Linked DNA regions of Sus scrofa: region 2 is linked to region 1. The links are chromatin contacts, called in public HiChIP or PLAC-seq maps. All regions are on one chromosome and are shown on one strand. Each heading gives the region's core, a stretch centred on a gene start, on an enhancer-like site or on the middle of the called end of the contact. The rest is flanking DNA. Distances are from core to core; before and after follow the strand shown.

The links. HiChIP or PLAC-seq counts read pairs in DNA pulled down with a chosen protein or histone mark.
Region 2: a contact with region 1 is called in an H3K27ac HiChIP or PLAC-seq map of alveolar macrophages. The contact joins the promoter of TSNAXIP1 here to the promoter of GFOD2 in region 1. A contact is called at or near these places in 1 of 5 promoter capture datasets (fetal liver), 5 of 47 Hi-C or Micro-C datasets (embryonic fibroblasts, liver and skeletal muscle) and 2 of 2 datasets of contacts at active chromatin or transcription factors (alveolar macrophages and skeletal muscle).

The regions. Positions count from the first base shown.
Region 1 is chr6:28,346,742-28,349,908 of Sscrofa11.1, forward strand. It overlaps GFOD2 (glucose-fructose oxidoreductase domain-containing protein 2), which reads right to left and starts at 1,456. Exons shown (of 4, transcript XM_021094104.1): 1 at 1,242-1,456.
Region 2 is chr6:28,427,070-28,430,236 of Sscrofa11.1, forward strand. It overlaps TSNAXIP1 (translin-associated factor X-interacting protein 1), which reads left to right and starts at 1,462. Exons shown (of 16, transcript XM_021094108.1): 1 at 1,462-1,936. The coding sequence starts at 1,890. It overlaps RANBP10 (ran-binding protein 10), which reads right to left and starts at 1,314. Exons shown (of 14, transcript XM_003355780.5): 1 at 1,044-1,314; 2 at 163-274. The coding sequence starts at 1,278.

The DNA of each region.
Region 1 (3,167 bases), core at 206-2,705:
CACCACAGAATCTTTGCTGTGAAATGGGGGGAGGGGGGTCCACCAATAGAACTGTCTGCTGAAAATTTTCACCTCGTGGTCCAGATAGATTCTCTAAACTCCTAGTCCAAAAGCAGTAACTATTTTACATTTTCCGTAAACTCTTGTTCCCTGGTGTGGCTTTTCAGAAGGAAATAAGTTTCCTTCTAAAACAAGAATATACCTAGATTCCCTGACTACCATCTTCTTCGTATCTCTTTGTATCAAAATAATGCATTAGGTGTCTTTTCTAATTTAAACAGCTGTTCCCTTCAACTGAAGGGTCACAGAATCAGGGCTTTTCTCAGACTTCTGTGCCCTGAAGCTTACAAAGGTCCTCTGTGCCCTGCCCCACCAGATTCTGGATATTCAAAGGCCACCGACTTCCTTCCTCATGTATCCTTCCCTCAGCATGACCCTATGGGTACAATGACTATAAATAAGGATTATAACCTTTCTTGGTGTCAATCCAAGGCAGCCTTAAACTTTTCTGTTCCGGTCTTGTGCTTTAGATTCTTCCCTAAACTCTCACACAACTTTTCACAAGTCCTGATGTCCTGGACCCTTCTAAGTTCCTCACCATTCGTGTGATAATACCTTGAGAGGAATACCTCACCTCACCTTTTGTCTCCACAGCCATCTGCTTCCTACCTGAGCTTCAAAGGTAGCCAGGCCCAGGGAGATCTGGCCAGCGGACACTCGGGGACTGGAAGAACCATCTGCACCTTTCAGAGTGTCGTTTCTCCCATCTGCCACCTGAACACTTTCCGTAAATAATGACTGATCTCCCACAAAGTACCAGCTCACTGGGAAAGACGAGGGACCAGTTACCCCACGAGTTCTTTGTCTCAAGTTCCCATACCTCACATCCTTATCCACGAAGCGTTGGTCCTCACACAGGTAGGGGGTCTGCTCCGCACAGGGCGGTGGAGCCTAGGTTTTCGCGTCCAGTAAAGGGATGGGTTATGGCCAAGGTCCTTCCAGGAACCCAAATTCTACAATTCTACGACCAAACTTGCAGGTCATATTTCCGAGGTGGGACGACGAAATCTGGGGCGACCCCCGAGCCTGCGCTGACAGTTAGAACGGCCCCCTCCCACCCCAGCTTAGCTCATCCCCTCCTCCGACCTCGGGCGCCGGTCCGTGGAGGAGGCCCGGCCGGCGCCCGCTTGCCTCCGCGCCATGCCCGTCATCCTTACCCGCCCTCACGGGCCGCCTCTCACCTGGCACGCTGGCATCCCCCGCCCAGGGCTACACCGGAGACCACGGGTCCGGACAGGTCTCAGCGGCCACCCGCCTTCCGTAAGGGAGGCAGGGGCGGACGCACCAGCCCCGAAAACTAGCTCGCAGCCACCGGGAACGCGCCGCCCGGTTTCTAAGGAACCGGGGTCTTTGGAAAAGGAGGGGGGGGACGGCGGGAGGTCTGCGCATGCTCCCTGACGGTAGTGGACCAGCGCTGGGAGGGGCCGGAGCCGGGAGCTGCGCATGCTCGCTGATCGGGGGCGGAGGTTAAGCAGTCTGGCTAGAAGCCCTGGTCATTCATTTCCGGCGGTGGAGGCGAGGAGCGAGCGGTTTTCCAACTTAGGCTGTAGGTCGAAACTGGCACAGATCTGATCCCTAGCCTAGAAACTCCGTATGCAATGGGGTGGCCTTGATTGTGGGCCTTGATTTTCCCAGAATGAAGGAAGGTCTCCTGCTGAATAACAATTTATCTTTGCAGAAAGGCAGTTCTCTCAAACTTGCCGGACTTCCTGGCTTTCTGATTCTAATGACTCGTTTTTCCGTGCTTGGGCTCCCTTTCTGGATGTTTTTTGGTTGTTCCTTAACAATGTCAAGTGTTTTTCAAGACTGTAACTTCGGTCTCTCTGATCTCTTTACCGAACCCAAGTATATATACCACTTTGTAACGAGACTACCGTTTCACCAGACTGTCCGATATAAGAATGAAACGAACCTGTAAACCTTGGTGCAAAACAGGTGATGTTGAAAATGTGGGATTAGGGGTTATTTCTGCATGGGGAGACCCACCCCTGCTTATCTCTCTCTCTCTTTTTTTAACCATGCCCTTTGGCATGCAGGACTTACTGGGCCAGGCATGGAACCGAAGCCACAGCATTAACCTGAGCCACAGCCATGACACTGCCGAATCCTTAACCCTCAGGCCACCAGGGAACTCTCGTTGAGAGTGTGGACTTCTAAATCTCCCCTCCCCCAGCCCTGCACGCTTAGTTGGCATTAGGAAGATGTCCCAGCCAGCTCTCCAGAGCAGCCTGTGATGATTAGAACGTGTCAATCGAGGGATTGCTGCTGGTCACACAGTGGTAAGAACCCTACTAGTATCCTTGAGGTTGATCCCCACCTTGCTCAGTGGGTTAAGGATCCAGCATTGCCGTGAGCTGTGTTGTAGGTCGCAGACGGGGCTCTGATCTGGTATTGCTGTGGTTCTGGCGTAAGCCAGCAGCTACAGCTCAGATTGGAAACCTAGCCTGGGAACTCACATGTGCCGCAGGTGCACCTCCCCCCCAGAAAAGACAAAAAAAAGAGTATGTCAGTGAAGCCGCAGTTGTTTACGTTGAGACCTGCTGAGCAGCAGGGCTATCCCTGCTTTGGCAGGAGACAGGACTTCCTGCCACTACCACCACCTTGGTGAGCATGGAAGTCTTCCAGAGAAATTGTAACCCCTAACGGCCTCTTCTGATGGCATTTTATCCCCTTTGTCCTTCTCCCTGGATTCTGAACAGCCAAGCAGAAAGGAGGCAGAATCAAAAGCGTGCTTGTATTTGATCTGTTTCTTCTTTTTTTTTCCCCCTTTTTTGGCCACCCCATTGCATATGGAGTTTCTAGGCTAGGGATCAGATCTGTGCCAGTTTCGACCTACACTGCAGCTGCAGCAATGGTGCAGCATATGGAAGTTCCCAGGCTAGGGGTTGAATTGGAGCTGCAGCTGTGGGCCTAAGCAGCGTTCTAGATTGGAGCCGTGTCTGCCACCTACGCTGCTGCTCACAGCAACACTGGATACTTGACCCACTGAGCAAGGCTAGGGATCAAACCCGTGTCCTCAGGGACACTAGTCAGGTTTGTTACCGCTGAGCCACGAGAACTCCAAAGCTGGATCTTTAACCCGCTGCATAGGGCTGGGCATAGAACCA
Region 2 (3,167 bases), core at 212-2,711, 80 kb after region 1:
CTGCTTAGACCAGGCCATGCCTACAGCCAGGTAACAGAGGCAGCCACTATTAATCCCCTCTGCAGCCCAGACCCATACAGCTCAGCAGCTCACACAAGTCACAAGGGTCAATCAGGAGACCTCAAACTTTGACCAAAAGGAACAGCTCAGTATTGGGCTTACCCATCTCTTCCTTTGCTGACAATCTTCACCTCAAAGTAATAAATGCCACAGGCAGCAGGTATGGGGTGGGTGGCGCGCACTGAGGCTGCATCTTTGTGATTTTTGCCATGACCTAGTAAGAGAGGACAAAGAAATTTCAGCAAAAGGAAATGCAAATGGAAGACTCATTCTTCTCTGCTCCACAGCAACTTCACCCCTCATAGCCAGAGGAAGCCCTTTCCTGGTCCAAGGTGTAATTAGACAACAACTGAGCAAACACACAAACCTCCCACCTCATCCTCAGAACAGTAGCACTGTCTGAGACACTGTCTCCATACAAACCACAGGAGGCATATGCAAGGTGGGTGACAAGTGAGAGATTCCCTCGTGCTGCTGCCAGACTCTCCAGAATACAAGCAGCCAAGCAGCCCACTTAGGAGACTAAGGGAGGAAGAGGCAGCCCTGGAAGATGGCCCCACAACTTTAGCACAGAACCGTAGGCAGTGTCTGAGATGTCCAGCAGGTAAGCAAGCTCATGCACCTCTGGCTAATAGAGAGGATGAGACCACTAATGTCTACAGAGACGTTTAAAGCTAAGCAGTGGTGAAGGGCCCAGGGAGAGTTCCAACTACCACAGGACAGGCAAGAAGGCCTTGGGTGCAATGTCCAACCCAGCACTGGGTTTGGACACCTGTTGAGGTTCTCCTGACATCCGAAGTCTCACGGCAGAGTAGGCTAAGCAGCCAATCCTCGGTCTGGTCAGCCCACCACCCAAACACCCAACAGGAGCTAAGGCCTAATCCGGAGCTTGGGGAAAGGAAGTGATGAAGCAGGGGCTGGACAGCACAGCCACCCTGCTGACGCTCTGGCCTTTTACCCCCCGCGGCCAAACAGGCCGATACCTTTGTAGTGGACGCGGAGGTTGCCCTGGGAGAGGCCGATATAGTTGTACTTGTCCTTGGGGCTCCAGGAGCGCGGCAGCGGCGTCTCATGCTGGTTGACCGCGGGATACAGGCGCTGCAGGCGCCGGCTCAGTTCCTGCTCCCCCGGAGACGGCAGCCCGCCCCCAGCGCCCCCGCCGGAGGAGTCTCCAACCTGCGGGCTCCCAGCTCCCGGATCCGCCGTCGCCGCCGCCATCTTGGAGGGAGCTGCTATTGTGTCACTGGGGGCGGGGAAGAACAGGACTAGATCCGCCCCGCTCAGCCAATGGCCGGAGAGCAAACCCGGGCCGCAGGGAAATCGAGTCCGAGTTAGGTACCTCTCTTTGCATACTGCCACGCCCTGCCATATTTCGGACTTCATTTCCCAGAATGCAGAGCTCTCCATAGGGAGGCTAGCTCGGGCTGGTAAAGAACTTTGGGAGATGTAGTACAAACCGACTCAGTCATAAGCCTGCTTAGCCAAGCTATTAGGACACCAAAAACTACAGTTCCCGCTGGCAACGCGATTCTGGCCTCTCACTTCGCCTCCCTCACCCATGGCCTCTGTTTATCCTCCTGCCTCAATTCTGGTCGCTAGAGTCATATCTGCTGTAGTGACAGACTCTGAGAAGACCCTATTCCCAAGTCTGACCCCATCTTGGCTACTTGGCCTTCCTCCTAGCCCGCGGGCTCTGGGCTGGGGGCAAGACACAACCTTGACCCCGCCCCCGCCGCTGGGCTGCTGGGAACTGGTCGCCATGGCGACGAGCTGTACACTAGCACGGCTTTCCAGTTCGCGAGTGCTGGCTGCACGGCTGCCCTAGGGTCATGGCCTCCTCCAAACCGCAGTGCCCCAGCTTGGCGACCACGTCGAGGTAAGCGCTGGCAGGGCTGAGGGCGGAGAAGAGGGCTTTACTACTTCCAGAAAAAGAAATAAATGGTACCTGATTCGGACCTCTCTCCGTTGGTCTGGGGCTCCAACCGCACAGGATAGGTGATGAAGAAACAGAATCTCAGATGACTCCTCAGCTCAGGGAGGCCGTTACATTCTTGTAAAAGGGCAGGCATACTTTATCATTAGTAACAGCCATCTTGTTTGTATTGAGCGTGCCAAGTTTTTTTGTTTGTTTGTTTGTTTGTGTTTTTTTATCTTTTTAGGGCCGCACCAGCGGCGTATGGAAATAACCAAGCTAGGGGTCGAATGGGAGCTGCAGCTGCCGGCCTATATCACAGCCACAGCAACACTAGATCCGAGCCACGTCTGGGACCTGCACCTCAGGTCAGGACAACACAAGATCCTTAACCCACTGAACAAGGCCAGGGATGGAACCCGCATCCTCACGTATCTTCTGTCCGGTTCTTAATGCGCTGAGCCACAGCCGGAATTGTGCCATGCTCTTTACATAGCACAATTAACCCTCACAACAACTCTATGAATTAGTAATATCACCATTTTACAAATAGAGAAATAGAAGTCTAGAGAGATCATGAGTTTTACACCTGTTTATAAATGACTGAGCTAGGATTCAAACCCAGCCAGGCATGTGTGATTCCTGAAACTGAGCGCTTAGCCACAAGGTTAACAGCCTCTGCACCCACTGGTTTATGACAAAGAAGCATCACTAAGCAGCCTAGAAACATCCCGAGGCCTCCTGCTAGCTCCTGCCTGTATTCAGGGTGCAGCCTCTGGACACTGAAAATAAGATAACAAGCTCCGTTAGCCAGGAAAGTCACAAAGCATATATTTAAAACAAAAAATTTTGGAGTTCCCATCGTGGCTCAGTGGAAAGAAATCCAACTAGGAACCACGAGGTGGCAGGATCAATCCCTGGCCTTGCTCAGTGGTTAAGGATCCAGCTTTTTGGTGAGCTGTGGTATCGGTCATAGATGTGGCTCGGATCTGGTGTTGCTGTGGCTGTTGTGTAGGCCAGCAGCTATAGCTCCAATTAGACCCCTAGCCTGGGAACCTCCATATGCCGCAAGTGCAGCCCTAAAAAGCAAAAAACAGGGCAAATACCTTTCTAGCTCTAGAGAAGGCCCTTAAGTTCTGGGCCTCTGTTTCCATATCTCAAATATGGGAATGATACAGCCCACCTTACATTTTCA